Linked DNA regions of Mus musculus: region 2 is linked to region 1. Evidence: chromatin contacts called from public promoter capture Hi-C data. All regions are on one chromosome and are shown on one strand. The core of a region is the stretch at or near the end of the contact, and the rest is flanking DNA. Distances in the headings are between cores, read along the strand shown. Region 1 holds the start of Col8a1 (collagen, type VIII, alpha 1). Region 2 holds the start of Gabrr3 (gamma-aminobutyric acid (GABA) receptor, rho 3).

Region 1 (4,036 bases), core at 1,063-3,562:
TAATGGATCTGGACACATCCCTAAAAGATATACTATTTAGGAAGGAAAACTGAATCAGAAAAGAAAAAGAGAGGCAACAACTAACTAGTAAATGAACAAAAGCGTTCACATGAAAGTTTTAGCCTTCTTCATTCTCCATTCATCCATTAATTGAACAACTGCTGCTCGTCATCCATATGTTCACACTCATCAGAACAATTTATTCCATTGGGCCAGGTGACATTTACTGAGCATTTATATTTTCCTGGCTAGTAAACCAATAGGTATGGCTTGTTAGAGCCAGTGACTTTCCTGAATAAAGCTGATTAGGAGGTCCAGGGAAACACACACACACACACACACACACACACACACACACTTATATATATGCATTAGATAGATGATAGATAGATATAGATAGATAGATAGATAGATAGATAGATAGATAGATAGATAGATAGATAGATGATAGAAGGTAGATAGATATAGATATATACCCACACACATATATATGTATATACACGCACACACATATGATGTCAAATTTGTATCTTGATGAAAATTAAAATGTTTCCATTTTGTCTAATGACTCTTCACCATCCTCCCTCTCTGAATCGCATCGGTTTTTGCATGTTGACTTCCAAGCCTATCCATTCGAGCTAAGCTTGGAATTCTTACAAAGGAACCATCAGTTGAGGCTCTGGGCTCTCCAGGCAGACAGATGGGAGTGAGTCTGTAAAAAACTAAGTCCAGTGTAAACTTAGCACATGTGGTGGCAGGTATTATTATTATCCCAGTGGCACGCACTACTATTTTCTTAATAGATTCTTTGAAAATTCTTTTTTATACTGTGGACCTTTACTAGGCCAGTGGCTCTTTCTTAGTGGAGAGGTTTTTTGCCCTTCAGTATCCTATGGCTAAGTCCAAGGCCATTTTTTTTCCACACCTAGCAGAAGGAGACTGCTGGGCTAGTGGTCCTCTGGCATCCTGTGGAGGAGAGGCTGAGGGATACTACTGAACAGTTTTCAAGCCCCTGCGCGGGTCCTCAGAACAATGCACACTCTCCAGGCACACTAAGGAGTGCAGGAGTTTTTAAACTGCCTAGCTTAGCCTGTTGCCAGCTTGAGCTAGCTAGAAAACAAGACAGAAAACAGCACAGCATGGCTTAAGATCGTGTGTGTGTGTGTGTGTGTGTGTGTGTGTGTGTGTGTGTGTGTGTGTACTCGGTGAGCAAGGTCATTCCCTCTTCTCCAAGGCATCTATCCGACTCCCATTTCCCATCTCTGAGTCTCAAGTCCTCCTTTCAAATGCTTTGATTTCTTTGGTGGCAAAACTGTAGCTTGGGCTGGGAAGTGAGTCACCGCTCAGCAGCGAAAGGACCTTATTTTTCTTTCTCTGAATACATTTTTTAATAACTTCAGCATGACCCTTCGCACTTGTTGGTTAAATCCTCTCTATGCCTACGACAAGTGGAGAGAGCTATGACACCGAACATTTTTCAGTTGCTAGCTAGGAGAGATTTTTTTTTTAATACCGAAAATAACCAGAGGACAGCGAGCCCTAGCATCCTGTGTTACATAAGCAGATGTTGATGCTGAAGGGACGAGCTGGTGCGGAGCTGTCTCCGCAGATGGACCTCACAGCTGCTCCAGCCTCTGGAGCTGCCTGGATGTTGCACGCTTAGAACTGTCTGTGGAAGGAGGCTGGCAGGAGTGAGGTGGGGTGGGCCAGGCTGCAGCAGTCAGCTCCCAGAGGCAGGGCGCCTGGGGCTCCCTGGGACGATCCCCTCCCACCACTGTCTGGGCTCACCGGGCTTGTCCTCCACCCTTTTCCAGAAGCCCATCTTCCTCGCCTCTACCTCGCTTCCAAACCCGTCAGTTCTCTTGGGCGGTTACTTGGCTTTTCGATCACAGAGAAAACACCTTTGTTATTGACAGTCGCCCAGGTTCCTCTCGCTGCCAAAAATGTCACACAAAACCGAAAAATAATCCAGTACCCATTTCATCTTCCAGAATCAAATCCCTATCTCTCTCTCTTCCCCTACCTTTACTTTAGCTTCCCGTCCCCAAGCCCCATTCATTTCTTCCCCAACCTTTCCCTTCTGTGGTCTCTGCCTTTCTCTACTCTCCCTCATTCGTCTCCACTCCTGTCTATTTACTCCGCCGCCCTCCAAAGTCCCTGGCTCTCCCCACTCCTAAAAACTCGGGCTCTACCCTTTCTGCCCCTCCCCAGACAAGTGTCCAGCTCCACGGGGGCAGCCCGCCCGCCGCCCCCGCTCAATCCCTGCCCACCTACTGTGAGGAACAGCTCCGCCCACCTGTCCATAAAAGCCAAGTGCAAGTTACCCGCAGAGCACAGAGGATCAGAGCCCTTCCACGGTCCTCTCCGTGGGAGCCCGAGTCCCTGTCTCCCAGATCTGACGTGCTCAAGGTAAGATAACCCTTGTCAGGGCTGCTGACTTGCAGGGGGTTGCTGCCTGGAGTGAGTCCCTGCTGGTCAACGCCTTTTACTTAGAGTTGATTCATAAGGATGCTGTAATGAACAGTGAGCTTCTTAACTAGCAACTGGTTTGAAAACAAACTTCTGTTTGAACAGTAAAATAAAAATTCCTTTTTGGCAGAAACAACAGCATTTCTATTACAAAAATCTTTTCTCTTTTTAAGTCACACTGCCCCCCCTCCCCGCGTGCCCCGTCTGTCTGACTGCTTCTGAGGTTAAATGTATCTGTTTGCGGTATTATGCTTGTGTTTTTAATTGTAAATAGTTCACATATCAGTAAGGGCAGGGGAATCTGTCCCATTGTCAAAAAAAAATGCACTTTAAAGGAGCACAATTACTTCTCTAAAAATAGCACAGTCAAAAGGTCGGCTGCTGATTTTGTGATGTTTTCCAAACCCCCAAGACAACTTCTGTGAGTCCTTTAAGAAGTATCTTTCCAGGTTTAACTGCTCGGAAAAAATGATGTGAACGAGTGCCCTTTGCCCGGGGACAGTAATCAGGTGACTGGAAGATAGGAAAGTACAAATCCCAGTTTACAAGCTGGGGCAGGATGAGCCACTGCTGGGCTACCTTTCCAGTACAGCCTAAAAGGAGTCTTGTGTGGAGACTGAGAGTGTATGAGAACTCTGTGATGCCTATACACACCTCAAACACGAAGTGTTTCAATATGTTTCTCAGAAAGCACGCCGGTCAGATTGCACAATTCTTCTGTGTACAACTGACTGATGTATAGCGAGATCAGCCAGAAAGACTTCAGATGGAAGGTTTTCATCCTCACCGTCCCCTCTGCCCTCCTCAAGCGAGTGCCTGGTTATTGACTGACTCCCCCAGAGCTCTGCAGTGGGGAAGAGACCTTGGATGTGTGTAGGGGTGGTTTGGGGAAGTGGTTGTGGTAGGTGGGTTGGGGGTTGATCTGTTCTTCTTCTCCAGAGTGCTGTGCACCTGTGTGAGGAGAAGCAAACCTGACAGCTACTTTGGAAAAATAAATAAAAATCAGACTCTTGTGCCATCAAGTTTGCTACCATATTCTGTGGGTTTTGTGGGATGAAAGGCTCTCATGTGGGAGAAAAGCCCTCTTCAAATGTTCCATCTGGGCAACTGCAGAAGCTGCTCTTGGAGGAGACAAGCCCAGGCTGCCAGTCAAGAAACCAAAGCAGCGCTTTAGTCCTTAAGGTTCTTAAGGGGAGAGAGCCATTCACATCTTCATGCCTGTTGGTTGTGTGCTGTTTCAAATGGGAAATTTCACTGTAGGTCTAAAACTGAAATAAATCACACACTTAGACAAGTGGCTTGGGCTTTTCCAAATTCTCTTTATCTTTTATATATCAAAAGAAATGTAAAAATATTAAACACTGTTTAGCATGAAAGGGCTAGCATAAAATTATTCAAGTTACTTATGAACCATTTCCCCCACGTTGCAGTTTTTCCCCCCAGTGGAAAAATACTGCAGAGAATGTGGTTTCCTTTCAGAAAATGATATAAAATTACTATTGGCCAATATAATATGTGACCTGTGCATCTTCAAATCCCCTTATCTCCATCCACAGTGCAGTCTGCT
Region 2 (4,036 bases), core at 543-3,042, 1.7 Mb before region 1:
GGAAAAGTTTCCTCCTTAACAGAACGACTTTGTGTTCACTGTTGACTTAAAAAAGGAAAAACAAAACAGAACAAAATAAAACAAAACATGTAATGGTCAGTATAGCTTTTTTATTTATTTATTTTTTTATTAGATATTTTTTAAAAATACATTTCAAATGCTATCTCGAAAGTTCCCTATACCCTCCCCCTGCCCTGCTCACCTACCCACCCACTCCCGCCTCTTGGCCCTGGCATTCCCCTTTACTGGGGCATATAAAGTTTTCAATACTTTCTTCCCAGTGATGGCCGACTAGGCCATCTTCTGCTACATATGCAGCTAGAGACACGAGCTCTGGGGGTACTGGTTAGTTCATATTGTTGTTCCACCTATAGGGTTGCAGACCCCTTCAGCTCCTTGGGTGCTTTCTCTAGCTTCTCTGCTGTTATTTACAATGCCATACACACACATCTTGCACACTAACTACTTTTATCTTCCACCCCTCTCCCCCACTACTCACGCCCCACCGTGCAAACACATTTCTCTCTGGTTAGTTTTGTTTTGCAACCCACTGAGATGAACCAGGCTGTCTCTGTGACCTCGTGTTTGGAGCTCTCTGTTGGCAGCTAAGAAGGTGTTGGCATTCTATCTAAACTCCACCCCACAATTACTTGGCAATAGCCAGGTATGCTCCTCCCCACAGTTACCTGGCAATAGCCAGGTAGGCCTGACCCACTATAAAAGGGGCTGCTTGCCCGCTCCTCTCTCTCTTGACTCTTATTCCCTCTTGCTCCCCCACTCTCCCCATTCCCTTCCCCCTCTCTCCCCGTGGTCAAGGCCAGCCTCTCTCTCTCTCTCTCTCTCTCTCTCTCATTCTCTCTGCCTTTCTCTGCCTCTACTACTCTCTTAACTCCCCTCTCCATGCCCTAAATAAACTCTATTCTATACTATACCGTGGTGTGGCTGGTCCCTCAGGGGGAAGGGATGCCTTGGCATGGGCCCACCGAGGCACCCCCTTACCCCATGCCTTACCACAGCTCCCATAGAACATATCTTATACACCTTTATCTTTTTATAAACACATCAGAAGGTACTGAACTAAATCAGTGATTCCTTCTTTCCTAGAATCTATTGATAGCCAATGGTTCCCTGTAAATAGCCTGGCATCTCATGATACTGATGGGAAAAAAAAAACAAAAAACAATAATGATATGTTGATCTTTGGAAAGGTATTTACATTTCTGAGCACTATTTTCAACAGGTAACAAATGGTCTGAATGCTTTCTTACACTCTCTCTTCAAAATCTAAAACCAAGTTTCCCTCCACAAAACTGACAAGAAAAGTCATTTCTTAGACTACTAATTCAAACATGTAAAGAAATTGTAAATAAGCAACATTCCTAGCAATGAGTGCATTTCTCATTGGAGCAATAGGCTCCCTGAAAGATGGTGTCGATGCAAAACATTTAACTGTATGCTACCTAAATAAATACAACTAGAGAAATAATGCCGGACATGGGAGATCCCATACTTGCAGATGTTGACCATTTCTTCTGATGGGTCAGTGCTATTTCAGACACAGGTACTTCGACAAAGATGGGTTTCCCCTAAAGAGATGTTTTTAGATTAGCAGAGGGTCCGAGGCAGCTATGGAGAGAAACTGGGAAATCACTGATGACTCTCTTTCCATATCTTACCGGGTTTGTTTCGGTGAAGAGAGACATTGCTGATGGGGTTTCTTGATGGCAGAGGCATCCAGCATCAGTGTGATCCAGGTGTAGGTGAAGGAGACCAACCAAACAGCCAGGACCATGTCTTCCAGGAGGAAGGAAGGCAGGGATGTGCCACCAACACAGCTAGTGAAATGTCCTGACCATGTGTCTTTCAAAAAATAGATATCAGGTCACGAAAATGAATAAGAAGAGACAAGCAGACGTTGCCCTCAATGCTGCTTGTTGTTTCATAGATAAGTAGATTGGCATCACTCACAGGCTGTGTCTGTCTGCCTCATTGGCAATGTAAAGAAAACAAGGCAACACCTTCCGTTTGCCCTCTTCCCAGGGACAGTTCTTGGTCGCATGCTTGATTCCCCACTCAATAAACTCTCAGCTGCTGCCCTCAGCAGACAAAGAAGCTAGGTTAGGCTCTAATCCTCTTAATCCGGTGCAATATAATTTGAATATATGTAATGACTCTGTAAAATAATATGCTTAATGAGAGGAAGATGATTAATTTAATCTTAATTACACACTGCAAGACCTTTCCCTTTATCTCACAGCTTCATTTAATCCCGAAAGGAATCATCTCCTCTCCTCCAACACACAGGCCTCTCTGCACAATAGAAATTCACATTACTATCATTTTCAAGTAAACATCAACATTTTATGATGATGGTTTATTCATAACGAAAGTAATTCAATTTAAGGTTAAATAAAGTAAGCAACCTCTAAATGAAATGTTACTGTACTGGATGATGCACCAGACATTAACCTGTCAGTGTTAAGTTAGGGCCATCCATGCTCCTAATGCATGCTGCCTGCATACAGACAGTAGAAATTCTGGCTGCTAATATTCCCTGTATGTCTTAGTTAGGACTTCCATTACTGTGATGAAATGTTGTGGCCAAAAGCAATTTGGAGAGGAGAGGACTTACTTCATCTTACAGCTCTCACTCTCTAGTCCATCATTAAGGCAAGTCAGGCCAGGAACTCAAGCAAGACCCTGGAGGCAGGACTGGAGCCGAGATGATGGAAGACCACTGCGTACCACCGGCTTGCTCCTCAAGGCTTGCTCAGTTTGTTTTCTTATAATGCTAGTACCACTGGCCCAGGGCAACACCACTCACAATGGGCTGGGCTCTCTCACTTCAACCAATCATTAACCAAGAAAATGCCACAGAGGCTTGCCTACAGGCCAATCTCATGTTGGTATTTTCTCAATTGGGGTTCCTTTCTCCCAGTCCTGGGATTTGAACTCAGGACCTTCAGAAGAGCAGTCAGTGCTCTTAACCGCTGAGCCATCTCTCCAGCCCATGGAGGTATTTTCTCAATTGTGGTTCCTTTCTCCCAGATGATCCCAGCTTATGTCAAGAAGGCAGACAGCTAGGCTGCATACAGCGTGGATGTAAATGTCACGGAATGGATATCCAGTGACATTAACTTTCTCCAACTGAGGTATTAAAAGATGAGCAGTATAGAGACAATTAGAGTTTGAGAGGATCTGCAGATAGATTTGTTGACGTAACATCTTGTATGTGTTGTTACTCACTTATCATAAGAATGTATTTAATTTAGACTGTGTATCCTTTTACCCCATGCCTTAAAGCTTGTGTTTTCTGTACGCTGTTGCTGTTCCTCTTGCTCTTTTTCTTCTCCTCACCCGCATTCTCTACGTCTTCCCTCCCTTGGGCTTTCTGAAGAACTAGAGAACAAGGGGGAGGAGGAGGAGGAGGAGGAGGAGGAGGAGGAGGAGGAGGAGGAGGAGGAGGAGGGAGAGGAGGGAGAGGAGGGAGAGGAGGAGGGGGGAGGAAACGGAGAAGTTGGAGTCAGAAGAGTCCATACTAAGTGATGGTACTTACTAAGTCCGTACTAAGTTCACAAGTTTATCCCAAGCAATTTGTGGATGCGCTCATACTGAGTTTGTCACTGTACTGCCTCTTCAAAATCAATGATGAGAACTCATCTGAACTCTTTATTACATCTCCCCCCCCCCCCACCCCTAACCTCTGCCCCTGCCCCCGCCCCGCCCCGCCCCCACTCTGCCCCCACCCACACCAACTACTCGTCATATTTAAAAGTGATGCGAAAAAGAGTTTATGATTTTTTTTTTTGGGTGATGAATTTTAAGTCCGAAATGGTCTGTACTAAAAATAAAAACAAGTCAGCAGCTTAACGTGGAAACGGTTGGTTCATAAGAGGTCTTACAGTTCTCAGGCAATTAGAGCGAAGCATCTGTCTCTTGGTGCTGAGGCAGCTTGTTGACCTTATCCCTTCGCTGTTTCCCCTTGCAATCCCAGTAAGCATCTTAAGGAAAAAAAAAAAAAAGGAAGAAGCACATC

What was found. Capture Hi-C pulls out chosen DNA fragments and counts their contacts.
Region 2: a promoter capture Hi-C map of liver shows a contact between it and region 1, with 2.7 times the contacts expected there. The contact joins the promoter of Gabrr3 here to the promoter of Col8a1 in region 1. A contact is called at or near these places in 4 of 39 promoter capture datasets (embryonic stem cells, hippocampal neurons, pre-B cells and 1 more) and 1 of 9 other capture datasets (liver).

What each region holds. Positions count from the first base shown.
Region 1 is chr16:57,753,013-57,757,048 of GRCm38.p6, reverse strand. Col8a1 (collagen, type VIII, alpha 1) reads left to right here and starts at 2,312. Exons shown (of 4, transcript NM_007739.2): 1 at 2,312-2,409.
Region 2 is chr16:59,405,138-59,409,173 of GRCm38.p6, reverse strand. It overlaps Gabrr3 (gamma-aminobutyric acid (GABA) receptor, rho 3), which reads right to left and starts at 1,792. Exons shown (of 9, transcript NM_001081190.1): 1 at 1,677-1,792. The coding sequence starts at 1,792. It overlaps Gm33611 (a long non-coding RNA gene), which reads right to left. Exons shown (of 3, transcript XR_384916.2): 2 at 3,903-4,001; 3 at 3,013-3,399.